6 separate regions of the Mus musculus genome follow, and all the other regions are linked to region 4. A link is a contact called in public ChIA-PET and promoter capture Hi-C data. All regions are on one chromosome and are shown on one strand. The core of a region is the stretch at or near the end of the contact, and the rest is flanking DNA. Distances in the headings are between cores, read along the strand shown. Region 1 holds the start of Myo1c (myosin IC). Region 2 holds the start of Crk (v-crk avian sarcoma virus CT10 oncogene homolog). Region 3 overlaps Smg6 (Smg-6 homolog, nonsense mediated mRNA decay factor (C. elegans)). Region 4 holds the start of Rpa1 (replication protein A1). Region 5 overlaps Smg6 (Smg-6 homolog, nonsense mediated mRNA decay factor (C. elegans)). Region 6 overlaps Smg6 (Smg-6 homolog, nonsense mediated mRNA decay factor (C. elegans)).

The links. Promoter capture Hi-C pulls out the DNA fragments that hold promoters and counts their contacts. ChIA-PET counts read pairs in DNA pulled down with a chosen protein or histone mark.
Region 1: an RNA polymerase II ChIA-PET map of memory CD8 T cells shows a contact between it and region 4, with 47 read pairs. The contact joins the promoter of Myo1c here to the promoter of Rpa1 in region 4. A contact is called at or near these places in 5 of 39 promoter capture datasets (the C10 cell line, liver, neural stem cells and 1 more), 1 of 484 Hi-C or Micro-C datasets (CD8 T cells), 3 of 115 datasets of contacts at active chromatin or transcription factors (large pre-B cells, memory CD8 T cells and pancreatic cancer cells) and 2 of 9 other capture datasets (adipose tissue and pancreatic islet).
Region 2: a contact with region 4 is called in an RNA polymerase II ChIA-PET map of memory CD8 T cells, with 25 read pairs. The contact joins the promoter of Crk here to the promoter of Rpa1 in region 4. A contact is called at or near these places in 6 of 39 promoter capture datasets (embryonic stem cells, hematopoietic stem and progenitor cells, hippocampal neurons and 2 more), 2 of 484 Hi-C or Micro-C datasets (B cells and uterus) and 2 of 115 datasets of contacts at active chromatin or transcription factors (effector CD8 T cells and memory CD8 T cells).
Region 3: a contact with region 4 is called in an RNA polymerase II ChIA-PET map of memory CD8 T cells, with 182 read pairs. The contact joins the enhancer-like site here to the promoter of Rpa1 in region 4. A contact is called at or near these places in 16 of 39 promoter capture datasets (the 3T3-L1 cell line, the C10 cell line, the HPC-7 cell line and 10 more), 8 of 115 datasets of contacts at active chromatin or transcription factors (the SCID.adh cell line, T-cell acute lymphoblastic leukemia, bone marrow-derived macrophages and 4 more) and 3 of 9 other capture datasets (adipose tissue, liver and pancreatic islet).
Region 5: an RNA polymerase II ChIA-PET map of memory CD8 T cells shows a contact between it and region 4, with 146 read pairs. The contact joins the enhancer-like site here to the promoter of Rpa1 in region 4. A contact is called at or near these places in 1 of 39 promoter capture datasets (liver), 2 of 115 datasets of contacts at active chromatin or transcription factors (embryonic stem cells and memory CD8 T cells) and 2 of 9 other capture datasets (adipose tissue and liver).
Region 6: a contact with region 4 is called in a promoter capture Hi-C map of stem cell-derived epiblast-like cells, with 3 times the contacts expected there. The contact joins the enhancer-like site here to the promoter of Rpa1 in region 4. A contact is called at or near these places in 17 of 39 promoter capture datasets (the 3T3-L1 cell line, 3T3-L1-derived adipocytes, the C10 cell line and 12 more), 5 of 115 datasets of contacts at active chromatin or transcription factors (the SCID.adh cell line, astrocytes, bone marrow-derived macrophages and 2 more) and 2 of 9 other capture datasets (adipose tissue and pancreatic islet).

The regions. Positions count from the first base shown.
Region 1 is chr11:75,654,759-75,657,458 of GRCm38.p6, reverse strand. Myo1c (myosin IC) reads right to left here and starts at 1,444. Exons shown (of 32, transcript NM_001080775.1): 1 at 1,258-1,444. The coding sequence starts at 1,275.
Region 2 is chr11:75,677,926-75,680,743 of GRCm38.p6, reverse strand. It overlaps Crk (v-crk avian sarcoma virus CT10 oncogene homolog), which reads right to left and starts at 1,485. Exons shown (of 3, transcript NM_133656.5): 1 at 1,080-1,485. The coding sequence starts at 1,320.
Region 3 is chr11:74,958,854-74,961,553 of GRCm38.p6, reverse strand. All of the region lies in intron 8 of Smg6 (Smg-6 homolog, nonsense mediated mRNA decay factor (C. elegans)), which reads right to left. Among named protein-coding and RNA genes, the nearest start is that of Srr, 34 kb to the right of the region's middle. Within about 2 kb of position 1,398, at least 73 of the 459 cell types and tissues checked have an H3K27ac peak or open chromatin away from gene starts, as enhancers often do. A contact at or near this core is called in the SCID.adh cell line, T-cell acute lymphoblastic leukemia, adipose tissue and 2 more, where this site is marked.
Region 4 is chr11:75,347,041-75,349,740 of GRCm38.p6, reverse strand. Rpa1 (replication protein A1) reads left to right here and starts at 1,358. Exons shown (of 17, transcript NM_026653.2): 1 at 1,358-1,515. The coding sequence starts at 1,483. It overlaps Smyd4 (SET and MYND domain containing 4), which reads right to left and starts at 1,308. Exons shown (of 11, transcript NM_001102611.1): 1 at 990-1,308; 2 at 1-72. The coding sequence starts at 60.
Region 5 is chr11:75,011,712-75,014,411 of GRCm38.p6, reverse strand. All of the region lies in intron 10 of Smg6 (Smg-6 homolog, nonsense mediated mRNA decay factor (C. elegans)), which reads right to left. Among named protein-coding and RNA genes, the nearest start is that of Srr, 87 kb to the right of the region's middle. Within about 2 kb of position 1,256, at least 205 of the 459 cell types and tissues checked have an H3K27ac peak or open chromatin away from gene starts, as enhancers often do. A contact at or near this core is called in adipose tissue, liver and memory CD8 T cells, where this site is marked.
Region 6 is chr11:74,980,274-74,982,973 of GRCm38.p6, reverse strand. Smg6 (Smg-6 homolog, nonsense mediated mRNA decay factor (C. elegans)) reads right to left here. Exons shown (of 19, transcript NM_001002764.2): 9 at 1,061-1,122. Among named protein-coding and RNA genes, the nearest start is that of Srr, 56 kb to the right of the region's middle. Within about 2 kb of position 1,348, at least 46 of the 459 cell types and tissues checked have an H3K27ac peak or open chromatin away from gene starts, as enhancers often do. A contact at or near this core is called in adipose tissue and stem cell-derived epiblast-like cells, where this site is marked.

The DNA.
Region 1 (2,700 bases), core at 195-2,694, 310 kb before region 4:
TCTGCAGGTTAAAGTCTCGTTTCCTACCCTGCCTGCAGGATGTAGAAGGCAGGGACACTTTGGACACAGGCTACAGAACATGTTCCGGACATATGGCTGGGTTGCAGGATGCTGGAATGCAGATAAGAGACCCTATGGGACATATGGACCATGCACACAGCCCATAGGAGCACAAAGGGCCCAGCAGACACTGAACGACTGCATGGAATCCAGGGCAGCGGCATTTTGAGTTGAGGAAGGTGGGACATGACAAGGAGCTCCTAGGAACGGCAGAAAGAATGCTGGTGTTGACCTTGGACAAACCTCCTCCTTTCTCAGGACTGCTTCCTCTTCAGAGAACAGGAGTGGGTTAGTTCAGGTGACCTCAAATCCCAGCTACGTGTTACAGGTGCTTTGGAGGACAAACGGTTCAGAGGGAATTCTGCAGACAGGGAGGGGCCATCTCTCCAACTCCCATCCACCCCAAATTCCCAGAAGTAGAAGTTGTTTAGGGATCAAGCCAGAGCTCACGTCCTAGGAGAGGGTTTCCCCATGGGCCACCACCTCAGCTGGACTTGATGCCCACCCCAGAAGCGGGTGGCCTGCCCTCCCTCAACTGGAGCCACTCCCTCCTCTCCAGCTGCTAGGCTTCCCCCCCCGCCCCCCCTCCTCCCGCAGCTCCTCCACCGTTGAGAAGCCTCAGGAGGTGGAGGGTTCTCCCAGGGGAAACCCAGCTGCCACCCAAGGGTGGGGCAGGTACAGGCTTAGCTAGACCCTCAAGCCGCGTCTTAAGCAGAGCTTTCCTTTCAAAGAGGGCCTGCAGATCTAGAAAATGCTGGGGTAGGGGGGTGTCAAGGAAGAGGAAGGTACTGGGAGCCGCTGTAAATTCCAGGGAGGTCACCAAGTCTCCCCTGACCCTGGTTTCTAGCCCTAGTTGCTCAGTTCTCTGCTTCTCCGTCACCCCTCAAGTCCAGGGCCTGTCTCCCTCAGACCTGCCCACCCCTGACCCACCCAGCCCGAAGCTGCTGCCAAACACCACCGCAGCCAACGCCCCCTGGTCCTCAAGTGGGAGGGGTCTTAGCCATCACCAGGGGCGACCACATGGTCCTGGGTTCGAGCGTTCTGCAGCCCTCTCCGCCTCGGCCTCCTGTTCTAGCAACTTTCAGGGACATCTTCCACCGAAATTCCTGGGCCGCGCCCGCTTCAAGGCCGGCCCTGGAGCGCCGCGGGCCACCGAGAGATACCCTGGACCCCAAACCTGCCCGCGCCCATGCTCACCGATGCCCGGTAGCGCATCCTGCCGGACCCGGCGCCCCGCTCCGCTGCCCGCGCCTCTTGGTCTGTACTCGGCCGCGGCGTAACCGAGGGAGGGGCCAGCCCGCCCCCTGCACCGCCCCTTGCAGGCCCCTTGGCTCAGGGGGCTCGGAGTCCCGACCCTAGGACCCACTGCAGCCGGCCTGGCCGGGCTGGGTGGGAGGGGGTTCGGGACCTAAGAGGGGGCGCGCGAGGGGCGGGGCCTCCTGCGTGCCGCGGGCTCCGCCTGAGTCAGGTTTTCCAGGAGGAACGTCGTTAGTTCCAGGGTGGGGCCCGGAACCCGCGCGGCCGCCGCGTCTACACAGCTCCGGAACTCACTTCCGGGCTCGTGTCTACAGCACGGGGCTGGACACCCCGCGCGAGACGAGGGCTGAAGCCCGTGGGTCACCGGGGAAGCAGGATTTCTCTCCCCACCCCCAACCTCGAGTCCCGGGAAAGTTAAAAATAGAACGAAATGTCCAAATACGGCCGGCGCCCCGGGACAGGCGGAGCCTCTGTACGGGACACTGTCCACCCCCATACACACTCCCAAAGGACTGGCTCCATTCTTTAAATCCTTAGAAAAGAAATTGTTTGAGACAGGGTCTCTTTACGGAGCCCAATCTGGCCTGGAACTCAAGATGCCTCCTGCCTCAGCCTCCTGAGTACTAAGATTACAAACTTGTGCCAAGAGAGCCAGAAGAGAAACATCTCTTGAAAGATCTCTTCCCTAGCTAAGAAACAAATCCTAGGGTCAGAGCAGGGTGCCCTTTTTGACCCAGCATGACCCCTAAAGAAGCCTGTTTGCCGAGTAGGCAGCACCCTTCTGACTTTCCTACGTGTGCAGCCAATAACCTTATGTTCCAGCCTGAATATCCTCCGGACTCAGTGCCCTGCCCCATGGGCTCCTCTCCTCTCTTCCCTTCTTTCTCTTCCCTCTGGATCTCCGCTCTTCCCTGAACACAGGCCATCAGCTGTCTTCCTTGTCTGTCCAGCACCCTCGCTGGTTCTCTGACGACATCAGCCCTTTTTAGGCCCGAGAAGAGTGTGTGAGAGGAGTGGAGTGGACTTTGGGTCAGTTGCCACCTCTTGTGGCATATGGATGTCTACGGTAAAACAAAACAACAACAACAAAACCAGCCTGGCCTTTGCTTACTAGCAGGATGATGATCATGAGTAAGTGCCTTAAGAGGCCGATTGGCTGATACTTGCCAGAATTGTTGGGTTGCCTGAAATGAAGCACTGACCAAGCCATCAACACCACTACTACCCTCTTCCTCTTTCATTCTACACGCACTGAGGGACTTGGGGGAGAGTCCAATCTTCTTGTCTAGTGAAGAAAGCGTCCGCCCCTATATCTACCATTTGCAAAGGGTTCTCAAGTGCCTTATCTATTCCTCGCCCTTTGTAAGGAACCTGAAGCATATA
Region 2 (2,818 bases), core at 236-2,735, 330 kb before region 4:
AGAAATCTCAGAATCACTGTTCATCTCATAAACGTCAAGGGCTAAGTGCATGAATTCCCTTAACATTGCCAAGACAACTGCAATAAGACAGCTAAGACAGTTAAAACTCAATGGTCCTTGACGAGGAAACAGTGGGATAATTATTCTTGGTGTTTATCTGCTAGCCAGGTCTGTTCTCATATCCTGGAAGATTTTGACCACAACACCAACTTAGAGAGCAAGAAAAGACCCAGAAGTACGTGTCTGACACTTTTTAAGTAAATCCAGGGAGAATGAAGTGCCATTCACTTCCAAGGTTGTTCTCACTGGCTTATGCCTGTTTGTTTGTTTGTTTGTTTGTTTTCTAAAGGAAAAAAATCTTCCTCCACTAATCACTTTGAAACTAGAAACTCTAGTTGCAGCGGGCAGTTTTTTTGGACACTTAAAACCTCTTGGACACAATTTGCCTGCTAGGCTTCAATTACGCGGGGCTGGTCACAGAAGGATTTTTTTTCTATCACCAAGTCACTTAGTTCACCACCTTCCACAAGGGAAGAGCACGGTAAAGATATTTTGGAAAAATGCCCAAGAAAGGAAAAAGCTGACCGGCTTCCTGAGGGTGTCTCCATCCCTCCCAGCCAGCCAGTCAGTACGTGGTGACTTCCTACCGAAGGCCACCAGGGGAGTATGGCCAAACCCGGCTCTAACACTGCAGGAAACGTTTCAAGCCTAAAAGCCACTTGTAGGATTAGCAGAGCCATTCTGAGTACCACTGCCAAATGATGTCCCCGTAACATCCCCATTAACTCATTGTCCCCAAGTTGCCTAGCCCTGCCCTGCCCTTGGGCCTGACCCTGGCGCCCAGCCCCACCCCGGGGCCGCAGCAGTTCCCCTTCCCCGGCTCCCAAGGCACACCCAGAGGCCTCGGTGAGCAGCTCCTCCTCCCCCACAATCCCGCTCATCGGTGGGAACCAGCTTGCTCAGAAGACAGCTCCCCCGCCAGGTTCACTCTAGCCCTCTCTGCCCACGTCCCTCCTGCAGCAGACCAGGGTTCTACGGCCCTCACCCCCGCCCGGGCCTCCCACCCGCCTGTCCCTCACCCGGCGGAGGCTGAGCGGGCGACGGAGGCACTGGAGGGCGCGGGCCGCTGCTGTTGATGATGTAGTGGGAGACGCGCGAGTTTTCGGAGACGCTAAGCACATAGTCCCCGGGGCTGGTGCTCGAGTCCCGCACCAGGAACACCCCGTGCCGCTGGCCCTGCAATAGCGCCACCGCCTCCTGCCGGCTCAGGCGGCCCCAGTACCAGCTACTCCGCTCCTCCGAGTCGAAGTTGCCCGCCATGGCCGCCTCCGCGCTTTCACGCTGGGCCGCCGCCGGCACGCGCGCCCCTCCAGCCCTGGCGCCCGCCGCCCAGCGGACCGGCTCCGGTGTCAGCCTCCCAGCAGCGCCCGAAATGGCGGCGGCGGCCGCGGGCCTTCCCCACCGGAAATGACGCGCCCTCTACCCGAGGGAGGCTGCCGGGAAGGGGACCGACGCCCGCCATTGGGAGAAGGGAAACGGAGTCCTTGGGGCCCTCAGTGCGCATGCGGCGTCCTGGGCGTCGCCGCCAGGCCCAGACCCCAACCGCGGAGGATGGGGAGGCGGAGTCTAGGTCTAAGGGGCGGAGCCTCAACCTACAAATTGACTGATCCGTGTTTGACAGATTGGTAGCGGCCGGTCTTTTCTCCCAGAACCTACAAGTAGCAACACCAAGAAAAGGACTGAAGTTAAAAAAGATGATGTGGTCCGAGGATGATAGTCGCCCTCAAAGCTCCCTGACTTGCTGGTCTTTTCCCCGTGTTTCCTTCGGTTTCCCCCGAGGTCAGCTGAAGTTCTTGTTATCTATGAGCAGCCACAGATACCGCATTTGCCGCGCAGGTGCAGTGCTGACCCAGACTGGCTTTAAGTCACTGAATTCACACACCTATGGGAGGGACCAGGAAACAACATCTGCTATGGGGGCGGGGGGGGGGCAGAAACACAAGGAAATCAACTAAGTAGTCCTGGAGAGACCCAAGGGCTGGGTAAAGTGACTCATGACAGTTATCCCAACCTCTCAGGAGTTGAGACAGGAGGATCCCTGTGAGTCTGAGGCCCTGTATTATAAAACCAAAACAAATAAGAGGAAGGGGTCCACAGATAAGATGACCTAGGGTGAATGGTAGGATGTTAAATGAAGTGGGGAAGGGTACTCAAGGCAAAGAAAACAAAATGCCCAGCCAGGCCAAAAAAAAAAAAAAAAAAAAATGGAGTTCTCTCTATTGGGGCTCCCATATCCACCAGCCAGATTTTTTTTTAAACTCTCAGTTGTAGCCAGGTGTATCTCCTACTTTTACTTCCTTCATGATCATCTTCATCTATCTCAAAAAATTAATAAAAAAATGGGGGAGGGAAGGGTTTCTCTGTATAGCTCTTGCTATCCTGGAATTCACTTTATAGACCAGGCTGACCTCGAACCCAAAGATCCACCTGCCTCTGCCTCCCAGTGCTGGGATTAAAGGTGTGTGCCACCATTGCATAGCTGTTACTACTGTGTTTTGTATATAGTGAGACCCGGTCTCACTACAAAACCAAAGTTATCCTTAGCCTAGTCAATAGCTCCGGCCTTCCAGAGCTCCCACCCATAGTCTGGGCCAGCCCTGGGAGAGACAGCAGGGAAAAGGGCCCCTTCCTTGTTACCAGTGACTCATCTTGATCTAGCTTAGTCACCAGGAACTAGCAGCAGAAGCCATCCAGTGTAAATTCTGGCCCTTTGGGGCAAATGACTATCCTCTCTCCCTTTTCAGGACAGCTGAGCTTC
Region 3 (2,700 bases), core at 149-2,648, 390 kb after region 4:
TTCCAGTTCCAGACACTCTGATGCCCTATTCTGGCCATTCAAACAAAATGCCCATACACATAAAATTCATTTAAAAATATTTAATGGGACTAGAGAAATGGCTCAGATGTTAAGACCCAAATTTGGTTCCCAGCACCCATATTTGGCAGTTAATAACTTCCTACACCTCCAGTTCCAGGATCGTTGATACCTCTTGGCCTCGCCAGCATCTGGACTCATCGTGTGTGTGTGTGTGTGTGTGTGTGTGTGTGTGTGTGTACATATATGTATATATATACATATATATATATATATATATATATATATCCATACCCATATATGCACAACTACAAATAATTTTTTTAAATCTCTAAAAATACTTTTTAAATAACAAAAGTTTAAATACCTAAGAATTGGGGCTGGGAAGACAGGTTAGCAGACAAAGGCTTGCCCTAAGCCTGACAACCTGAGTTCAATCCCTGGGACCCACGTGACAAAAAGAGAGACCAACTCCCAGAAGATGTTCTTGGACCTCCATAGGCACGCGAGCACACACACACACGAAATGGAAAAATAAAAAAGTAATTTAAATTAAGACCCCAAAATTTAAAAATGTGTTTGATTTGTAACCAAATTGTTCTCTGATTACTTTCTCTTCCTCTGAACATTTTAGCTGCTTCATGTTTTCTTCTGAATGCTTTTTTTTTCTTTTATTCTTTTTTTTTTTTTTTTTGGTTTTCGAGACAGGGTTTCTCTATGTAGCCCTGGCTGTCCTGGAACTCACTCTGTAGACCAGGCTGGCCTCGAACTTAGAAATCCGCCTGCCTCTGCCTCCCGAGTGCTGGGATTAAAGGCGTGCGTACCACCCGGCCTGAATGCTAACTTTTAAGCACATTACTGGAAAAGCGCACCACCTCACTCCTTCCTCCTTCAGGATGTATTGTTTATACTTGTTCTGTATGTTACTCAAGTGACTTCTCTTTACAATTACTGTCATTACTATTTCTAAAATGTCTAAATTAAACCAAAGCTTGGAAATTCTGACTGGTATCTGGGTCCGACTTTCCGGATGGTAACTGAAGGTCATGTGGGGTGGAAAGTGGCCTGTGGGTAACAGAACACACACATGCACGCGAACAGGATATGTTGGTAATCTGGCTTCCTGAGACCTAGTAAGTTGTGAGAGTTCTCACCATTACCCTTGGAGAAGATGAAAAAACTAAAGTTGGAAAATGCTGGATTTTTAAAATGTCCCCTCTTAGCATTCTATCTAGTGGTGTCTGGGAAGGGGCACATTTGCCTCCTACACCATTTTACTTGTCTAAAAGTACAAAACAAGCGAATGAACGGAAGCTTCTTCATAGCGTGGAAGCTGGTGTTTGTGGCACAGCTTATGTCACGTCTCAAGCCCAGAAACACGAAGAGTGTGGTTTTGGTGTTTAACCAGCCTCTACTGCACCCTGGCACTGTTTCTTCCCCAGAGAACTTTAGAGGAAAAAAACCAACCTCCTATCTTAAAACCAAAGGCCAGGATAAAAATAAAGCCCTGAAGTGGTTTGGTGACCGAGGTCATAAGGGCTGCCACAGGTCTGAAGGTAGGGCCAGTATGCTCTGAGAAACTTCACTGCAGTCAACCACAGAAACAAAGACCTCAGCCCCACAGTCCAACAGTCTAGGAGGCTGCCTTTAGGCCTGATTTGTTAGGAGCTGCTCCACACAAAGCAGTTTATATCCTTTGAAAACCTCCAATCCTGCTTATAACTTTAACAGCAGTCTAGCTGAACTGTTCCTAGAGCCTATGAAAAGCAGAGCCAACCTGCAGCCTTGTCCTATAGGAAGGAGGCTGCCATGAACTCTCGCAGGCTTATTGCCTAATCTCCACTCATGAAGCAACTTTAAAACTTGATTCTGAGGTGAAGGAGTAGAACATGAGGTTCACACTACAAACTAGAAAAGTGAAATGGGAACTGACATGAAATCAACTCACGGCAACCCTGATGAAAATAAAACAAAACAAACAAAAGGACCAAAGCCAACCAAACATGCAATCCTTACACCCAGGAAACCAACAATTCGTCTTTCTCTACCAGGATCACATAATTACAGAGCAACAAAGAAACTGGGTTATCAGACATGAAACATCTGCTTACTAGCAAACCCAGAGATGAAATTTTTCTCTAACATTCTACACTGTCCAGAGGAAATGAGGGTAAACACTGGTTCTGCTCCTTCATCCTGACAGGAGTTCTGAAACTGCAAACTTAATTTACCATGATCTATGCCCAACAACTAGAATGCACTCCAAAATGTACCATATGACCTGATGTACCATATGACCAGGCTTCAAACCTAAGGCTCTGACCTATAGTTGTCCTGGGTGGCTGGGAGGGGGAGGGCAATGCCTGTGTGCCACCCACACAGCAGCTTTCTTTAACATTATGGCAGTGGCAGCAGCGGCAGCAGCAGTTTAGCACACAACTGTACAAGGGACACTGAAAAGTGAGAGAAATGATGGGTCTGAAGAAAAAATGTCATCTGTATAATTTTTTAAAAATTTAAAAACAAGAAAATTCAGCCAGGCATGGTGGCCCACACCTTTAATCCCAGCATTTGGGAGGCAGAGGATTTCTGAGTTCGAGGCCAGCCTGGTCTACAGAGTGAGTTCCAGGACGGCCAGGGCTACACAGAGAAACCCTGTCTCAAAAAACAAAAAAGAGAAAG
Region 4 (2,700 bases), core at 109-2,608:
CGGGAGTGAAGCCCACTTCTTAAGTAGGTAGGACTTCCATTCATCCACCGGTAGATCCATGCTGCCGCAGCTCTGTAAAGTCAGAACATGAAGATTCAGCTTTCTATTAATGCATAGTTCTAGAAAATCGAGATTTCATCCTACCAAGTGACACGCAACCAAAATCATTTCTTCTGGGGTTTTCTATAGCTGTTGATATGCTGAAGGAGAGTTAATCTGTGGTGTGGTACCAATTCACCCAGACATATTCTTTGGAACTGTTTGAGAAACTATAGTAGGTTGTGGTTGTACAAACAGAGATCAAAATACCAGTAGATGGCTACTATTCCAGTCTTTCTAGACCTGTTTACCTTAGTTGCCCAAAGTTTTCCAGACTTCTTACTCCAGCAACTATGAAGTTAAATATTTTCATTTCTTAGACGGCTCAGTTTTCTGTTTTGATCTCCAGGTCTTTCTTTCAGTTCATATAGCCTCTCTCCCTTTTTATTTTTATTACTTTTTTTTTTTGAGACCGGATCTTATGTTAGCCTGGCTGGCTTCGAACTCAGAGATCTGCCTGCTTTTACCTCGAATGCCACCACGCCTGGGTCCCAAATTTTGATTTTTCAGGGTCTCATTTAGTTCAGGTTGACCTCGAACTCAACGGTGTTAAGGGTGACCTTGAACTTTTGCTGCTTCTACATCCCAAAGGCTGGGATTACAAACAGATCAGAGCCAGCCAGCACGCCAGGCTCTCCAATACTTTTGCATAGGCCATTTGGGCTTTTAGGAACATCACTATCCTCACTGGAATCCACCTGACAAATTTCTACACACACTTTAACTCAGTTCAAACCGCATCGCCTCTCGAAAGCCTGATTGATTTTTGACCCCCACTCTGGAGCTCCACATGTGTGGCCCATATCGCGTCTACCATCCTTGAGGCTGGGTTCCTTGCGGCCACAACTCTCAGGTGGAACTCAAGAGGGCGGAGACTGAGTCTGATTTACCTTGTTTATCCCACAGTGCCAAGCTCTGGGCCTGGCACCGGCGCCGGGCACGCACTGCGTGAAGAAGTACCCAGGTCACTGCTTTGACTATATTTAGCAGCAGTTACCAGGGGAGAGCTCCGACTGTTCCCTGGGTTGCCATTCTGTCTGTCCGCCAAAGGACTGGGCGGGCAAAGTTCCGACAGCTGGCGGGGGAACAACTCAGTAGCACCGCGCTGACACAGGCGCACTGCGACCCAGCGCCCCGCCCTCACGTCCCGCCATCCCGCCACTAGGCCTCGAACCCGGCCTCGGAAGAGTCACGTGCTCTGCCTGCCGCGCGGTAGCCAATGCGGTGGCTATCGGCGTCTAGGCCCGCCCCTCGCACCGCGCTCACGCTGGGGGCGGATCGGCACGCACAGTTGCTCTAGCCAATCGTTGAGCAGCCCGCGGGACCCCGGCAGAGAAGCTCAGGCGGTGCAAGAGCGCGAGCGCGGGAGTTAGCGGTGCAGCCATGGTGGGACACCTGAGCGAGGGGGCCATCGAGGTAAGGAGACGACCCTGAGCGGGCTCGATGGCCCTAGCAGCGCGGCCTTGGAGCGGTGCAAAGAGGACCCGGGGAGGGAGCCGCTGTCGATCGGGAGAGCGTCAGGGAGGAAATTATACGGCCGCGGGGGAGCATCCCGGGGTCTCTAAGACCATCAGAGGATGCTGGAGGCAACCCGGTACTGGCAGAAGAACTCACGAGTTTTTTTAGTTTGTTTACATCTAAGAAAACAAGACAAATAAACATGCCGCTGTCTATCTTCGGCGGCCTCTGTTTCCTCCCTTTCTCCATCACCCCAAACTTTTTGGACTTGTTTTCGGCTGTTTTACTTCTTTTACATCCTCCTAACTCATTATTGCTACTAGACATCTCTCTGGTCACGAGAGAGAAAACGCTGACCGAAGTCACCAGTGGCTTCCCAGTAGCCAAATCAGAAGACATTTTAAAATTTTTCAGCCGACCTAATTGTTTGAGCTTGTTGGCTTCTTTCTGCTAACACTCCTCTCTTGCTAGTGTTCTGTGTTTCATGTTGACAACTTTTTCCTTATTTTACCGGCAAACCCCATAGATTTTTTTGTCGAGCCAAGGCCCTCTGCAGACTAGTTTATAGCCCTTCACCTGCATGTTATTAATTCTTTCCTGCTGAGCTTCCTTCGATCTGCCCTCTATCTTCAAAGTCATTTTCAATTGAACATATATCAGAGCAAATCCTTTATGTCCCTCTAAGTCTGAATTTTAAAAAAGAGTGTGTGTGCGCGTGCGCCAGTGTGTAGTATGTACACATATGTATGACATCTTGGGGATGGCGAATGTGCGTCGGATGCCAGAGGACAACTCTGGGACGTTGTTTCTCTTCCCACTCCGCTGTGGATTCTGTGGATTGAGCTCAGGTAGCTGGGCTTACACAGCAGGCACCTCTACCACAGAGCATCCTTTTGCCCGACTCTGGACACCTAGTCCATCACCAGTTGAAGTATATTTTAACTCCACACTTAACTTTTCCATCCCCACTGGAATAGTCTTTTTTTTTTTTAAAGATTTATTTATTGATTATATGTAAGTACACTGTAGCTGTCTTCATACACTCCAGAAGAGGGAGTCAGATCTTGTTACGGATGGTTGTGAGCCACCATGTGGTTGCTGGGATTTGAACTCCTGACCTTCGGAAGAGCAGTCGGGTGCTCT
Region 5 (2,700 bases), core at 7-2,506, 340 kb after region 4:
TTGCCCACCTCTTAAGACTTTCACAAAGGTTTTTTTCTTCTGCAGGGCACATGAGAAAACAACTCTGTCATAAAGAAACCCAGGAAGAAAACCAGCAGAGGCAGGTGAGTTAAGCCTGTGGTGGACATTCCTTCTGGGGATGACCAGACGGGAACAGTAATTCACAGAGGCAGAGGGGTCTGCAGTCACTCTGCATGCCACATGTGTAACCCTTAAGAAGTGAGGAATGCTCTCAACAGGAAAAACACAGCAGCAAATGCTATGATACCAAAGCCACAACTCCATGGGTCCCTGGAGCCTCTCAAACTAAGCTGCCAGCTAGGGAGCTAACACTAGCTTTGGATGAAACACAGCTCTGGTAGAGTAATTAATTTTTTTCTTAACTAGGATTACATTAATTTTCAAGGACTAATGGAGTCCAGCTGTAATGAGAAGAGCGGCTGCTGATGCACAAAGGCACTTGTGCTTACAACATTATAAACACACACATACACACACACACAGAGAACGAGACAGAGCAAAAGAGACCTATAAAAAGGATCCACTATAACAGGATATTTTTAGTTTCTACAATGCTGCACTAAAAATACAGCCCTAGCTGATACATCATGGCAGAACTATTCTCTCCTGTCCCTTCAGGAACAGTTTAAAACATTTATTTTTGTTTCCTTTTGCAATGGTCAGAGTAGAGAGAGAAAATAGCAACTCATTGATAAGAGGAAACGAGAGCGACATGAAAAATTGAAAACTACCTAAAAACTCATGGAGAGGTTTATTTTATTAGTTCTTAATAAATATCTTGCAGATTTCCTCAGGAAATACACCAGATCACATGTAAAATAGTTTGATACTGATGTCAACTGCATCAACATATGAAGTCTATTAGGGTGAAGCCGCAGCAGGGTGATCAGCAAGCTGAAAAACTCCACAGTACTTTGGGGGGGGGGGGGGAATCTCACGGCCTTCCAAATTCTTCGAGAGGTAAAAAAGTCAGCCAAGACACAGAGAGAAAGAGAGAGGAAAAAAAAAAGAAAGAAAGAAAAAAAAATCCCACATCCTGCTTTCAGCTGCCAGCAATGTGAAGTGCCCAGAGATTAATTCTACGTCTGGCCTGGAAATGTGACTTTAAAGCATGAGGGAGGGGAGGCTGGGGGAAGTGGGTGAGGAGGAAAGAGGAGGGCAGGCTAACTGAGGCTGGCGGCAGGCCACCACCCCCTCCCAAGCCATGTTTCAATGTAGACAGAAGTAAACCCCAACAGACAGCAGCGCCTCAGCCTGCCAGGGCCTTACACCAGCTGCAGCGCATCTCGCTTTCCCCACTCAGCCCCAAGTGCAGATGTTCTCTGCACATCACTTCCGCTAGGTTTTCTCTTAAAGGACTAGCACACAGACGTATTTCCCTCTCTCAGTAACACACTGCTGTCTTTAGGGGACAAGAAGAAGGTCAAAATGCTGAGAACAGATATCACCAAGGCAAGATCTGCTCCAGTCCCCCCAACAGATCAGACTGGGTTAAAGAGCACTGGGAATCATGAGACTGGATCTCAGAGCCCAACACTACATAACAAACCAGGTGACCCAAAAACTACGGTAACTCCACCTCTGAAGATCCAGTATCTTCTGGTTTCCACACATGCATATATATTCACACACAAATAAATAAATAAATAAATAAATAAATTGTGGAGAGTAGAAGAAACCCTAAGAATGTTGTATTGTTGACATAAACTGGCTATGTCAAAGACCTCAGACTAATTAGAATATGGTAAATTCCCCCACTCCCAAGGGCAGGAGCTGAAGGTGAAGGTCAGAGGGAAATAGCAAAGCCTTCCTCAGGGGTCTGAATGTGGATACTTATATCAGCTGCAGAAACTGTTCACCAGAGCTCCCTTCCTGTGATGTTTACAGCCTGATTGATGACTGCTCCCCTACCTACAAAGATACCTGTTCCTACCAAGATTGGCTAATCATGTCTCCTTGATCTATTTGTATACCGTAAACCCTGCCTCCTGGTTTATCTCTGTGTAATGGCCTTGTTCAGCTGTACATAATAACCCAACCTCCCCATTCAAATCTATATATGCACGATAACTTCTGGGTGCTGTGATTTCTCCATCAGAAATACCCAGGACCACCTTACCCCAGCTTTCCTGTACATGTGTCTATATGTCTATCTTTTCTTCACTCCCTCACCACTTCAGTTCATCTGTCTCTGTAATCATGCTGGAGGTAGGAGTAAATAATTTTAAAAATGCAAATACAAACAAGAAATTACCAATATGAGGTCAGCAAAGATGGCTCAGAGGATAAAGGTTCTTGTGATGCAAGCCTGACCCCTGTACATCAATGTCACACACTCCCCCATAATAATATATGAAAACCAACCAATTCCCAGAGCCCACATGAAAGTGGGAGGACAGAATCCCCTCCAAAGTTGTCCCCCCACCTGTACATCAATGTCACACACTCCCCCATACTAATAAATGAAAACCAACCAATGAGTATAGCAAGCTCTTGTTATACTTACTGTCTGCTCAAGTAAACCGATGTAAGGTCTACAAGGCTATAGATAAGGCTATATAGAGAACCTTTAATGGCTAATAAAACTTGGGGGAAAATGTCATTCTTCCTAATAGTCAACAAAATGCAATTTACAATAAGACAGGTTTGAAGACAGCTTTGTAGTTTCTTACAAAATGT
Region 6 (2,700 bases), core at 99-2,598, 370 kb after region 4:
CTTCCATCATCTTAAAAAAGTAAACACAAAGTATATGGAAGCCGACCTGACTCCTGTCTCCCTGCAGAAAACCTATATAATTACAGGGAACCTTACAAGTTCATGGCATTGAAGAAAAAGGAAAATGCCATAACAGGAGATTTGCAATGTGAAGCCAATCACCTCTAAGGGCAGCTCACAATAAAACCAATATTCAAAAAAGATTGAAAGCCAACAGGAACCCAAGCACAGTGGTACTCTTGGGAATTCCAGCACTTGGAAAGCTGAGGCAGGAAAGTTGCCAAGTTCTAACCCAGCCTGGGCTACACAGAAGAGACCTTGTCTCAAAAACCCAAAGCCAATTGAGCAGTGCACCTTTATAGAAGGGATGCTGCTTCTTCACATTGATGTCCCTTACCCAAGGAGGCCCTGCACAGAGACACTCAGCACACATCTCCTCTGACACTGAAGGCACTGTGCAGCTTTTATATTGCCAGGAAAACTCTTCTGATGCCCAAGAGGAACATTCAAACTCTTCCCAGGAACTCAAGGGAGAAAGCCCTAAGGCTTTGCACACACTGCCTTCCCTGGGGCTTACAGAGATTTACTGAGATCAGCAATGTGGCACAAGGGACTGAGTGCATAGGAAGTTGGATGGGTCAGAAGAACACAGAGGAAGGAAAATGTTACTCTGTTATTGAGGAAAGATTAGGAGATAATTTTTCCCCAAGGAGGACCCCTGGAAGCTGCACCCAAGGATGTAGCACGACTATCTCAGACTTCCTGGGAGTTAAGCAGGAAGACAGAGTCAACAGAACCCAGGAGGACAAGAAGAGGGGACTGGGAAAGACTGTCCTAAAAGAATGGCTTTAGAAAAGAAAGGGAAAAAAAGGAAAGACAAAGATAGTGATATATCTCAAATTTTATGAACACAGTAGGAAAGAGAATGAAGAGAAGGTGGAGGCCTCTAAGAATTCACACCCTGTGCCCTCAGTTACAAACACAGGCTAGTTGCTAACAATATTAAATTCCAAAATGACTTGTAATGTAGGGAAATAAAATAAACATCCTGCACACTTACCCAATCCGGGTAAACAGCTTCCCATGGGCATGGAGAAAACTGAGGATGAACCTTTTGTTCAGCTGCATGGGAAAAAGGGAGAGGAGAAAACAATTAACTTTCCCCAGTTTCCTGTTACTGAATACAGTCCCCAGTGACACAATAACCTGGCCAGGGTCTAAAGGGGTGGGCACTGGGGATGGGAACCAAATGGACATGCCCAAACTCTCACACAGACCCAGGGCACATGCCCAACAGCTGCCTTCCAGCTGAGCCAGGATAACACAAGACTCAGTGAGTGGACAGCACCCTCTGCTGGCAGTGGCACCCTTGTGCAGACATGGAAGCCGTGAATCTGAACTGAGCAGGTTTACAGAGGGTGATGTCTCTTCCTCTCTATAGGATGAGAAGCCACTCCTGGCTCCGTAATAACTGAAATTAAATTCTGACAGAGATAGAGTAACAACAACTTTAGAGAAATTCCTGATCGTACTTATGAACTGTTTTTCTACCTATGTAGGAAAGCAGGCCTCTGACAGCTAAGGTTAAGGTATTTATCACTAAGGCGGCTCTTCCAATACTTTACTGACTTGAAATTGGAGTTCAGTTCTGAATCTGGAGCTGAAGATTAGGGTATCTACAGAGGACAGGCATAAAGTAGGTTGGTGGTGACAACAGGAACCTCTGACTGTTACTCTCTAGTCCCAACAAATGTTCTATGTAGAACCAAGCTGGGAAATGAAATATGGGTTGTTGTTTTGTTTTGTTTTGTTTTGTTTTTAATGTAAAGTGCTCTGGCTTTTTTTTTTTAAAGATTTATTTATTTATTATATGTAAGTACATTGTAGCTGTCAATTATGGATGAGCCACCATGTGGTTGCTGGGATTTGAACTCAGGACCTTTAGAGGAGCAGTCAGTGCTCTTAACCGCTGAGCCATCTCACCAGCCCGCTCTGGCTTTTTAAGTACTAGATACAAATAAAAAATATTTAACATTAGCTAAGTTCCGAATTCAATTGTTAGCCACATGTAGCCTATGAGCCACCAGTTTGCAATCTTGAATCAAAGATTCTACAAAATCTTTCTCAATCTAAACTGAGATAATTCCTTTGGGAAAATAAAGAGAGGGCTGGGGAGTAAAATTGAACTCCAAAGGAAGAAGAGACAATTAAAAAAAAAGATTTATTTGCATTATGTATATGAGTATGCTGTAGCTGTCTTCACACACACCAGAAGAGGGCGGTGGATCCCATTACAGATGGTTGTGAGTCATCAAGTGGTTGCTGGGAATTGAACTCAGGGCCTCTGAAGAGCAGTCGATACTGAGCCATCTCTGCAGCCCCAAGCAGGGAAATTTCAAGACTCAATATCACTATCTCCCCGATGTCCTAGAAACAGTACCCTGTGGTCTGCCAGGAGGGAGGGCTGAAGTTGTTGCCTGCTGCTGAGAGTGGTGCTGCACACAACCCAGCAGGCCGTGGGAGGCAGGTGGATCTCGGAGGCGAAGGCAAGCTTATTCTATAGAGAGCTCCAGGAGAAGCAGGGCTACACAGTGAGACCTTGCCTCAAGACTTTTTTTAAAATTTTAAAGAAATTTTTATTTCAAGTGGGGAATTAACTAGTGGATCAGCAAGATGGCTTGCAGGTAAAGGCACTTGACT